Regions from separate parts of the Triticum aestivum genome. Here region 2 is linked to region 1. A link is a contact called in public Hi-C data. All regions are on one chromosome and are shown on one strand. The core of a region is the stretch at or near the end of the contact, and the rest is flanking DNA. Distances in the headings are between cores, read along the strand shown. Region 1 holds the start of LOC123097821 (50S ribosomal protein L10, chloroplastic). Region 2 holds the start of LOC123097824 (two-component response regulator-like PRR73).

Region 1 (5,849 bases), core at 1,774-4,273:
ATGAATTAGCATCAAGTTGCCAGGAGCAGTGAAGCGCCAATAATGGTTAACTATGGTGCTTGAGGGGATGGATATGCATAGTTGTAGGTTGCAGATATACGGCTGGAGCAATATGTAAGTACTATTACAGAATTACTTTAGCTTATGTTGAGTGTTTATATTAGCTAAATGGCTGTGCTTCATGTTCTAGGATCGCATGCCCTTTATGCTCAGAGTACGGTCTGATTATGAACAAGATAATAAAAAGTTTGTTACTTCTAACTAGACATTTTGTTAATTTCCAGTTGAAGGCTTCCACGCGCCACCTCCTTCTCCCCCTCCTGTGCCGAGTCGAGAACGGAGCAGCGACAAAGCAGAGGTAGACATGGACACGTGGTAGGAGCCAAGGGGGGAACGGGGAAAGGCGGACGCTAGCTCTGGAATCAGCTGTGTCAGCCGCTGCCAGTGCCACCGTGTCCCGCCGCAGCCTAGCCTGGTCGCAACAAAAGTATGGCTGCAGGTGTAGTTCATTCAGTTTTGCAGTTCGATTTACTTGCTTGTGCATATGTGCGTGTATACTGAGAGAGAGGGAGAGATTATTCTGTTCTAGCAGTCGTATTTATGTGACAAATCTGCTCCCCTCCACTCTTTTTTGATTTGCCTGAAATCTGAATGTGAAAAGCAGTTGCAAGTTGAGAGCAGCAGAGTAAACGTTCAAAAGTTCAGAGTGCATGTTTTTGAGATTCAGAGGACGTGTAAGCTGGAAGATGGGTTGCCATGCTTTGTAAGTATGATTAGTTGGAGTACTATTCTATCCGATGGCAGTGCAAAGTTGAAGTAGGCGCTGACCAAGGACGTTAGGGTATGTTCTTCACATCAACACTTCATTGTCCAAAAAGCGACAATTCCTTTTGTGTTTGCGAAAAGGCCTAAGGCCAAATATTAAGGAACACATGTCCTTACAAACTCACCCGTACTAAAAAAGAAAATTACATACAAATCTCTGTGGGAGCCAAGCTCTTGTTCCTCCTGCATCCCTCTGAGCCTCTGCCTCGACGGGTCAACTTTTTTCAACCCAGGAGCTTGTGGAAGCAGCGGGCGAGATGATGTTGATGTAGACCATGAAAATGTGAGAAGGGAATGTAGAAACTGCAAGACCAAGAAAATCGATTGAATCCGAACAGGTCCCCCAGAAACCTAAACATAGCAAATCTTGGAAGACCTGCTGGAGACATGGCTTCACACACCCTTGGCCGCCAATAAACACAACAACGAAACATGGATAGGACGGGGAGAACCATATTCCTACGGAGGGATGACACCGCTCTCTCAGTTTCCTGTCCAAAACCCTAAGACAACCGAGAACCCGTCGCCGCCTAGGATCCCGTCACGCAACCCCTTCTCCAGTAACCAGGCTAGGTCGGGCCGCCACCGAAGGTAGCCAACACGCTGGAACTGAGACGCCAGCCCGGACCAACCACCAATCCACGCGCAGCAGCCGGCCCTCCCTGGCATGTCGCGCTGCCCACCAGGGCACAACATCTCCGAAGGACCTTCTCGTCGCCGACGGCTCTGTGCGCGGCTTTGCCAGGTGGTGTACCGTGGCGGCGGCGAGAGAAGAAGAGGTGATCTAGGTTTTCTTGTGGAGGCGGCTGAGAGCAGACTCATACCTCAACCATAGCTTAGCGATAATTCAACTGTGGCAACACAAAGGCATATTCACCTTATAGCGAATGAGGGTAACCTTATTTTTGACATTTGTCTTGGATATAAGAAGTGGCGCATAGTGGCACTCGGAGTAGGAGCAGTTTTTACAAAAAAAAGATCGCCCGATGCAACGCACGGGCATTTGTACTAGTTTTTTTTGCATGATAATACGTGTCTCATTTATATCATAAGGATCATAGTACAAGCCACGTACATACCGACCTGACAAAACTGAAAAGACAGCAAAACACTAGCCTTTGCACACAGGAACACCAGCCAAGAAATAAAATTACAAACAAGACTGAAGAATCCTCTGAACTTGACACCAACGCCCGTCACCTGCCTCTGGCACCACCATAGCAGCCACCAAAAGAGAAAATGACGGATCACCTCCACACCCGAGCTCGACGCGGCTCCATCGCTGATATGCAGCTTTGCGGACCTCCAAGGTGGCTCGCCAATAAAGGCGAAGCCATTGCCGTTGAACGAATCAGACCGGAGCAACACCCCGGACACGCCATCAAACTCCAGATCTGGCACCCCTGCCCAACTAAGACGTTGGAAGAGGAAACCATACCTGCCTTCCACAAACCACGAACCTAGATCCACTATCTTCCAGATGCCGTCTATGCAGACCACAATCTGCATCCGCTCCTGGACTACCTCCCAAGCTCCACGCCAGCGCTGGAGCAAACGCCGTCGCAACGGCGGAGCCCGAGGACACAGGTCCACCGCGAGGATGCCGCCGCCGCCGCACCATCCTTGCTTGAACAGTCTGGTTTCTAAATCCGTCCCAAAAATGAATCGTCTCGTTGGGGAAGGATCTGAAGATTTATTAGTCGGCGCCGCCATCGCCACCGCCGAAGCCACGACGATGAACAACCCAAAATCCTAAAAACTAATGCCTAAAACAATCCACACGCATGAATCCGGCGACCCCCTCAACACCGACGACCGAGGTCGTCAGCGGAGGGGAGCCGCCGGAGGACGGCGGCGGAGGAAGGCGCCCTGGCGGCAGGAGGCGAGATCGCCTTTCTTTCTTCTCCTGGAAGAAAGAAAGAAAGCCCCTGTAGTGCTACCTGGGAGGTAGAAGCTACTGTTTGTGCATTTGTACTAGTTATAAATAGGAAGGAGTAATAATCTTTAAAGAGTACGGAGTATATGAATACGCAGAACACAACGGTCTATCTTCCTCGCTGAATATACGGTCACACATAATCCAAAGGAACCCCTCAAAGGAAATGAAAACATAATCCAAAGGTCCACGAGCACCATGTCCACGGAAGAAACCACCCATCGTCTTCTCCATAGATAAGCTTTTTCCACTCCACTCTATCTTCCTCGCCGTTTCTCCCCAACCCAACCCCCGCCCGGCGCGCCCGCCCGCCCGCCCCAGAAAAATGGAGACCTCCTTCCTCCCGACCGCGCGGCCCCTCCCCGCGTTCCAAACCCTAGCAGCGGCCCCGCGCTGCCCCCGCCCTCTGCGCCGCTCCACCATCCGCGCTGCCATCTCCCGCGGGCGCAAGGAGGACACGGTCGCCGTGGTCCGCGAGCAGCTGGAGGGGTGCTACCTCCTGGCCGGCATCCGGTACGAGGGCCTGACGGTGAAGCAGTTCCAGGGCATCCGCGACGCGCTGCCGGAGTCGTGCCACCTCCTGGTGGCGAAGAACACGCTGGTGGGGAAGGCCATCGAGGGCACCCCCTGGGAGGCGCTCAAGCCGTGCATGAAGGGCATGAACGCCTGGCTCTTCGTCCACACGGAGGAGGTCCCCGTCGCGCTCAAGCCCTACCGCGCCTTCCAGAAGGAGGAGCGCGTCGAGGAGACCAACGACTTCATCGGGGCGGTGTTCGAGGGAAAGTACTACGAGCCCGGCGAGTTCAAGTCGCTCGAGACCATGCCCAGCCGCGCCGAGGTCTACTCCAAGCTGCTCGGCGCCCTTAATGGGCCGGCCACCTCCCTCGTCACCACGCTGCAGGCGCCAGCCAGGGACGTCGTCGCCGTGCTCTCCGCCTACGTGCGCAAGCTCGAGGAGGAGTCCGGCGCCGGCGCCGGCGCCGCCTAGTGGCAGTTGCGATATGGTTGTGCCTCCTATCCCCACATCTCACTCTTTGCTTGTACAATTCCTTGTACCTTTATTACTGTCTCCCGTTTGAATTGAATCACAAGTTTTCCCCTTCACAATGTGCGGCTTGTAATTGGGTAGTATCTCTTGCCTGCTGGTGTCCAAATTGGGATGAAATTGGAAAAGGATGGTTTGAGAATCGGGCAATGTATATCATGTTCACGAATAATTTGGTTTGTGTAAAAGCAAGTTTAATAGGGTATGGACCCATGAAAAACAATGGGAACTACTGATGGCTATTCTTATGTCAGTTTATATCCAGAGGTTCAGGTCAAATTTCATTTTTCAGGCGACGTTGAGGCTTCGTCACATTCATTAACCGTGTGCTATGGTTCTGAAGTTAGACAAAATGTTTGTGTTTGTGCATCACAACTTGACCGTGGCTTCGCGGTCTCCACTTTCTGCTCAGAAACAACTCAGGATTCAGATTTTGGTAACACTAACTAGGAGTTGGAAATTCTTTGAAACAGATCTCGAAGTTTCCTGTTGATCGCCAAAAATTCATACATTGCATAAGACAACCACATATGAGGTTAGGATAACCGATTGCCACCACATTTCAGACAACTCACAACGAACTACCACTTTCGCGCCTAATGAGTAACAAATTGCATTGATGACAAATTGAGCTCGCAAAGACAACGTTTCTGACAGGTTGGTCCCGCCTGTCAGCCTGATGAGGCGTCCGCGGACAGACATTGTTAGAAGGCTCCGTCCGTTACGCGGGCGTCAGGTACCCTACGGTTTAAGGGCGTGCGCCGTCCGTTTCAATCCCACCCATCCCCAAGACTCCTTTGCCACACTTTGTTGCCGCTGCTGCCACTGCCTAGTCTCCGGGTAAGCGCCTCCGCGGTACCCATGGTCTCCTAGGATGATCTCTCGAGCGGCTCGTCGTTCAACGACGACTCCATAAACAGCCAGGTTCGTCCTGGCCTCTCCCTCTCATGCGGCTAGGGTTATGGATTTGGGGGGAAATAGGATTTTTTTTACACACATCGATTGAAGCCGATTTGTTCTCCTTTCAGCTTCCTAGGACGGTGTACTGCAAGCAATGGAGCGGAGTGGCTTCAGATCTGCGTTTTGTGTGCCAGCACAAATCCTCTTGTGAGAAGTTTGTGGCATTTGAGTCAGTGGATAGTGGCAGGAGGTTTTTGGCTTGCGCGAAGAAGGTTGGTGGTGTCAAATTGGTAGATTTAGCAATGAAATTACTTGTGAGATTCTGTAGTGTACCATTTTTTGGCATGATGAAGTGCAATTTGCTTATATTTTGAGATATAATAGGAAGAACTGAAGTACACCTATCTGGAGCGGGTTGATCCCGAGTGGCCAGAAACTCTTAAGATGCGCCTAGCTAAGTTATAGACCATGTATGATGATGAGAACATAGAGTGGCTCGGAGCAAATGTGGTTAATGCAGAAGAGAACTCCAAGATACTAGGAGACAAGAAAAGGGTGGAGAATGACCACACAATTTTCAAAGTTGATTTTGAAAAAATGGTGGCTGAGCAGTTCAGCAATGAACGGGTGGTTGTGAGGAGTATTTAACCAAAAACTACCACATTTCACGGAAACGTGACAGAAAACTACCACTTTACGATTTTGTGCGGAAAACTACCAGATTTGTCCTAATCCGTGGCAAAAAACTACCAAGTGTCGAAACCGGCCGCTTCGCCCGTGCTAAGCACCAAACTGACCAGCCGGTCCCACGTCTCAGGTGCCACGCTGGCCAACCGACGCCCGCCGCGCGTTAACGGCCGTTAACGGCGCGTCCGCGGTCGGAAACGGCTGCTGTCGGCCAGGTCAAGACCTGATCCAATCCATTCCCCTCTCGCGCTTCACTCTCTCCCTCCTCTCCCTCTGTCCTCTGTCTGACCTAGGTGGCGGCCGCCATGGCGTTGGTGAATCCGGACGGTAGCGGCGGCGATATGGGTGGCGGAGACGTCGGCGGCGCCGGTGGCACAAGTTTGGACGTTGTGGGCTCGTTCTCTGAAGTGGATAACTGGTTGGGGAGCAGCAGCTACGCGACGCAGGCAGGGTTTC
Region 2 (6,360 bases), core at 77-2,576, 240 kb after region 1:
GTTAATAGAATTGATAAACTACTCATATTAGGACTTTCTTTTTCGGAAGTTCATCTCCAAAGAACCTCCGAAAAAATGGTTCTCAGGTTCATGTGAGTAAGCACAAAGTGGGCTGATTAAGCATATTTGACCAAGCTATATTCCAGGGGATAGTCAGTCATAACAAATGGAAATCGATGATTGTGGTCAGGGCGTTACACGTGCCCAAGCATGGAGTGGCTTACTTAGTAATCAAATCAATTTCTCAACATGCTCCTAAGGCTCAAATCATGTCTATCCTATGTTTGTCATCGCCATCTTCAAGTTCATAGATAGAACTAAGATAAGCTAAAACAATAATTAATTATTGCTACCTCACTGAGTGGTAGCAACGAAAATGAAAGGTCGAAAAATCTGTGAAAACACATGCGACAACCATAAATGATAGAAGCCTTGTTTGCTATAGTGGTGCATAATATCAAAATTTGCCAAATTGTCCGTTATTTTATTTATTATAGTTGCTATTTTTGGTATAAAACTATTTTAATGCTCATTTTATTTTAATTCTTGTTGTAGCTAAAGAAACAAATAGTTGGCCGGCTAGAATGCTAAAATTTCTACTCGTACTTCACTACTTATAGATTGACAATTTACTATGAATGAAACTTAGCACAGCACAGCACAGCTGAAGAACCATAAACTAAGCCTCCTTTCCAAAACAAGTCTCCTCGTTTTACTTGAAAATCAAAACAAAAATCACGATACTTATTTTGAAATGGAGGGAGTAATAGAAAAGCAAGCTTACAAGTGTGCGGCTCAGATTGATTTAGAATTAGTAGCTTATTTTAGAAACAAGGCAAACTTGTTTTCTCGTAGAAAAAAAGGCCATTGCATGAGGTCTCAAAACGTGTGGATGAGACGAAGCGTTCCTGTTGAACCAGAAAAACGATGCCAGAAAAGGTAAAACTGTACTACTCTAGTCCACAGATCACTCTCCAGCCTCCAACCCCATCCCTTTCATTACCACAAAAAGAAAAACCCAGCCATGCCTAAACGCCGTGAAGACGTGACGAGGCTACGCCGTGACGATCTTTCCTGCGGCGCCCCTCCCGGGCCCACTGTCAACTACAGTAGCCGCCAACCCGCACCTACCGAAGTGCGTCGCTCGGCCCCACCCGGCAGCGCCCCGGCCGCGGCGGAGCCCCACGCGGCGCTCCACGTGTCGGGGCTCCCCGGGCGGATCTGACGGGCCGATGGAGCGCGCGGCTTTAGATTTCGTCGGATCCCGGCGGGTCGCAAGCCCCACCTGCTCCCTCCGGCCCTCCTCGCCTCCACTTGCTCCACGTCATGGTCGCCCCGTTATCTATTTCCTCCCTCTCGTCCCCTCGCCTCCTTCCTTCCTTCGGCACCACCACTTCTCTCCTCTCTTCTCCCCACAGAGCCCAGGCTCAGTTTTATCTCTCGCCTGGTCCTCGTGACACCCCGCCGCGTTGTGGAAACATCCACGGCTACTTCCACGCGCGGGTCAAAGCTCGCGCGCCCACGCCCATGCCGCCACCGCCCGCCCCTCGACCCACCACGGTGCGCGCCCTTCCCTCTGGCAACGCAAGCGCTCGTCTCTGTCCACCTTTTTGGGGGTTCGCTTTAGCTGATTTTGGGGCCGGGGGCCTCGAAATTCGGTGGATCTCGGCCGCCCGCCGCCGGAATCCGGCACGGGTGGACCGCCGTGAGGCGCTCTGTCAGTGATGCCTCGTCGGGGTTGAGTCGCGGTGGGAGTTTGACGCTTGGTTTACCTGTCTGATTCTGTTGAAAGCTCGAGTACTGCTGATGCAGTCTAATTTCATCTCATCACCAAGACTATTTCCTCAGTCTTTTAAGCTCCTATAATCTCTAAATTACGCTCATCTTTGCTCCAGTAACTAGTACCAATTTTGTACGGTAAATCCGTTCTCGCGCCGAGCCTTAACAATTTCGTACGGTGTGCGTGTCAATTGACGACGAACTGCCCATAATTCGAAGCATTTCTCATGCTCGTGATAGATTCGACCTTGATCCATGCGTGCTCGTTGCAGATTCCAGTCGTTGGATGCAGCATGCCCATTTCTGAAGCCAGGGCAGGGCATGCGCCGTCGTCTGTGAACCGTCTCTAGTTGCAAACGCCACGGATCCAGCTGATGGTGAGCGCCGGTCAAGCTGGCGCGGACGGACCTTCCACCAGTGATATTAGGGGAACCGGAAACGGCGCCGTAGAGAATGGCCATGCCCTCGAGGCAAACGAGGACAAGGAATGGAGGGGCGGCATCAAGGAAGAGGACTGGCCCAGCACGCACAGTGCGCCGCCGGGCTTGGACGAGCAGAAGCAGCAGCAAGACCGGGTTATCCGGTGGGAGAAGTTCCTGCCGGTGAAGACACTAAGGGTCTTGCTGGTGGAGAACGATGACTGTACCCGACATGTTGTCCGTGCTCTGCTCCGTAAGTGTGGCTATGAAGGTAATGCCCTGCAAATTTAAACTCTAGTTTCAAGTAAATTATTAAATTGGATTTTGATCTTTTGTTGTTTGTAGGTCTGTTAGAGGCCAGAGTGTTCATGTTATTGTATTTTGTTCTCTCTCTCTTTCAGTTTTAGATTTCACTTCGAGTTGATTTTGAACTGATAGTGCGACCATACATCTATCACAACATTTATACAGGGGGATACTGAGGCTGGAGGTTATCCTCCTTTTCCAAAACAAAAAAGAACAAGGGGATACTGGACTTGCTTATTGTGGAAAAGGGGGAACTGAAATTGCTTGTTGTGAAAAAGAGTGCATCGAGCATGCTAAAATAAGAGCAATGATTTTGATGGCACATCCTAATTGATCATAGCTAAAGACACCATGATGCCGACCTGTATTTAGAACATGAAATCTTCATTCAATTCCCCAGTCAGCAATTAGTTGATCTGGCTATTAGTTTTACTTCAGTGGAAGAAGGTGCCTGATGGTGAATGCTCCCGTCTTGGTGCATCAGTTGATGGGCATGGTCAATCTTGATCAATCAGCATAGTTTTGTTAACTGTTAACATGAATGAATGCATAAATGGCCAGGAACTTTTGTTAGAAAGATGCCAAGGTGAGCACCAACACCGAGAAAGAAAAATCAAATAGCCAACTGACATTTGGTCTTGCTGCTAATTGAAATCAGTGCAACTGAAGTGATTTGACAAGGCTTTAACTTATCCCCACTCTCACAAGCTAACTGAACCTAGGAACTTTGCAAACTTGAGCCTAGTTATCTTTGAGTAGTTTCTTGCACTAAATTGGGTAAATACAAACTCTATTCAAGTGTCATGGATCTTCCTGATGTAAATTGCACGTTTGATGTTTTTGTTAATTCGGTCGGTACATTATGTTATTTCCTATTAGAATTATGCCTTTCCTTTTATATTCAAAGGTGAAAGCTAAATCAATATTGCTTTTCTTTGAAACTGTTTCAATTACGTCAATCCATTGACTGCAAAATGCATATCTTTCCTTTGTAGTTATCTCTGCTGAGAATGGATTGCATGCATGGCAATATCTTGAAGATGTGCAAAACCGTATTGACCTGGTATTAACCGAGGTCGCCATGCCTTGTCTATCTGGCATTGGTCTGCTCAGTAAGATCACGAGTCACAGTATTTGCAAGGGCATTCCTGTGATCAGTAAGCAGCTTTCCTGCTCAACCATATTGCTCCAACAGATTAATACACTTATTTTGGTCCTTGCTAATTTGTTAGTTTAAATATTCTTAGCTTCTAAAGCTTATGTTGTTTCTGTGCAGTGATGTCTAAGAATGACTCGATGAGTACAGTCTTTAGGTGTCTATCAAAGGGAGCAGTTGACTTCTTAGTGAAGCCGATACGGAAGAATGAACTTAAGACCCTTTGGCAGCACATATGGAGGCGATGCCACAGTGTAAGTTGCTTGTTGTTGGTCTAGCTTATTTCATGTCGGAAAACCAAGCCCAAAAGTCACGAGGGCATAGTTTCTTTGACCTACCTATTTATCTTCTCTGATTATCACTCTGGAATTTGCCTTTTTCTGAATCTAGTCCAGTGGAAGTGAAAGTGGCATCCATACACAAAAATGTTCCAAACCGAAGGCTGGTGATGAATATGAGAACAACAGTCATGATGACGATGACGATTGCGGCAGTCATGATGACGATGACGATGACGATGATGATGCCGATGACGACTTTAGTGTTGGGCCCAATGCTAGGGATGGCAGTGATAATGGCAGTGGCACTCAGGTACGTCGGTTACTTAAAATTGGAAGGTACTTCTTACTCATCAGAAGATTGCGATAGATGTAATATAAAGGGTATTAGTTGAATACTACTCGGAACAAATGTTTGACTCTTCCAAAATTAATAGGATTAATACCTCTGCTGTTGAAAAGCTATGTGTTAAGTACAATTTTTTCGTGCACATACTTTGTACTTCCTAGTAATTCACTAATTCACCCCAGATCAGATCCTAGAGCGATTCACCGTGGGCATTTTAGACCTTTTAACGTCTCACCCTGAGTCCACCCTTAGAACTGAGTAACAAAATGATAGCGTTTGTGCCAATGTTTTTTAAGAAATCTCTTTTGAAAATCTATTCTCATGCCGCCGATCTATATTAAAATGCAGAGTTCATGGACGAAGCGTGCTGTGGAGATTGATAGCCCACAACTTTTGTCTTCTGATCATCTAGCAGAATCACCTGATAGTACTTGTGCGCAAGTAATTCACCCCAGATCAGAGATAGGCAGCAATAGGTGGTTGCCGACTGCAAATAAAAGGAACATCAATAATCAAAAAGAAAATAATGGTATCTTATGCTAACAGTATCCTTTGTACAAAGCAAATACACCTTTTTCTTTTACTGTCTGTCAACCAACTGCCACTTCTATGCAGATGACTCCATGGGGAAATACTTAGAAATAGGCGCTCCTAGAAATTCAAGTCTTGGGTATCAATCTTCTCCAAATGAGATGTCTGTTAATCCAACAGAAAAACAGCATGAGAATCTCACATCCCAAAACAAGTCAGTAAACAAAATAGTCATCGACAAACCAACTTGTCAAACTGCTGATTTGATTAGTTCAATAGCCAGAAACACAGAATCGAAACAGGCTGCTAGAATCACTGATGCACCTGACTGCTCCTCCAAGATGCCAAACGGGAATGAAATGAAAAACGATTCTCCCATCAACATGCCATCCCAAGAGCTGGGTCTGAAGATATCGGAAACAACTAGATGTGAAACTGAAATCCATGATGAACGAAGTATTCCGAAAAGATCAAATCTGTCAGCATTCACCAGGTGCAAAGCATAACATCACTATAGTTACTAAGTTATGAACACAGCAATAAGTTGCGTACTAACTGTCCTTTATTTTGCAAGGTACCATACTCCCATGGCTTCCGATCAAGGTGGGGCAACATTTCGGGGAAGCTGTTCACCTCAAGATAACAGCTCAGAGGCTGTGAAAACGAACTCCACCTGCAAGATGGAGTCAAATTCAGATGCTGCTCAAATAAAGCAGGGCTCAAATGGCAGTAGCAACAACAATGACATGGGCTCCAGTACAAAGAGTGCCATCGCAAAGCCTTGTACAGACAGGGAGAGAGTTATGTTACCATCACTTGTTAAATCGAACCAGCAGACTTCAGCATTCCATCCGGTGCAGCACCAAGTGTCACCAGCTCATGTGGCACGCAAGGACAAAGCTGCTGAAGAAATTGCCAATGCAGTGAAAGTGGGCCACTCAAGCGAGGCACAGCAAAGCTCTGTGCAGCATCACCATCATGCACACTATTACCGCCATGTTATGGCACAGCAACAGACATTAATTGACGGTGCATCAAACGCTCGGTGTGGCTCATCCAATGCTTCCGATTCACCCATGGAAGGTCATGCTGCTAACTATGGTGTGAATGTGAGCGTCTCAGGCAGCAATAATGGAAGCAATACGCAGAATGGAAGTAGCTCCGCTCCCAATATTGCAAGGCCAAACATGGAGAGTGGTACCATGGACAAAATTGAGGCTGACGGTGGCAATGGCAGCGGGAGCAGGCCGAGCGGTAGTGGCAATGACATGGTTTGTCAGAATCAGCTCAGCCAACGAGAAGCTGCAGTGAACAAATTCAGGCAGAAGCGGAAAGAGAGGAACTTCGGGAAAAAGGTAAATCTATTTTCAGCTACATGCTTTCTAAAGCAGGGACTTCCAAAATTAGGCCCCTTTCAGTTTGATTTAGTATAGTATGAATGACCAGGAATGTTTTCCTAGTAGTTGGACGCAAGTCATGATGATGATGAATATTAACTTCTTACTTCTGAAAGAGAGAAACGCTTAATTTCGTCAAAACAAA

The links. A called contact is a pair of places that touch in the nucleus more often than the background predicts.
Region 2: a contact with region 1 is called in a Hi-C map of leaf, with 4 times the contacts expected there. The contact joins the promoter of LOC123097824 here to the promoter of LOC123097821 in region 1. A contact is called at or near these places in 3 of 5 Hi-C or Micro-C datasets (all in leaf).

What each region holds. Positions count from the first base shown.
Region 1 is chr4D:346,279,082-346,284,930 of IWGSC CS RefSeq v2.1, forward strand. It overlaps LOC123097821 (50S ribosomal protein L10, chloroplastic), which reads left to right and starts at 3,024. Exons shown (of 1, transcript XM_044519653.1): 1 at 3,024-3,978. The coding sequence starts at 3,087. The coding sequence ends at 3,749. LOC123097822 (a long non-coding RNA gene) reads left to right here. Exons shown (of 6, transcript XR_006447498.1): 6 at 1-724.
Region 2 is chr4D:346,519,863-346,526,222 of IWGSC CS RefSeq v2.1, forward strand. LOC123097824 (two-component response regulator-like PRR73) reads left to right here and starts at 1,327. Exons shown (of 9, transcript XM_044519655.1): 1 at 1,327-1,560; 2 at 2,052-2,469; 3 at 3,500-3,661; 4 at 3,781-3,914; 5 at 4,051-4,251; 6 at 4,636-4,816; 7 at 4,903-5,311; 8 at 5,393-6,173. The coding sequence starts at 2,154.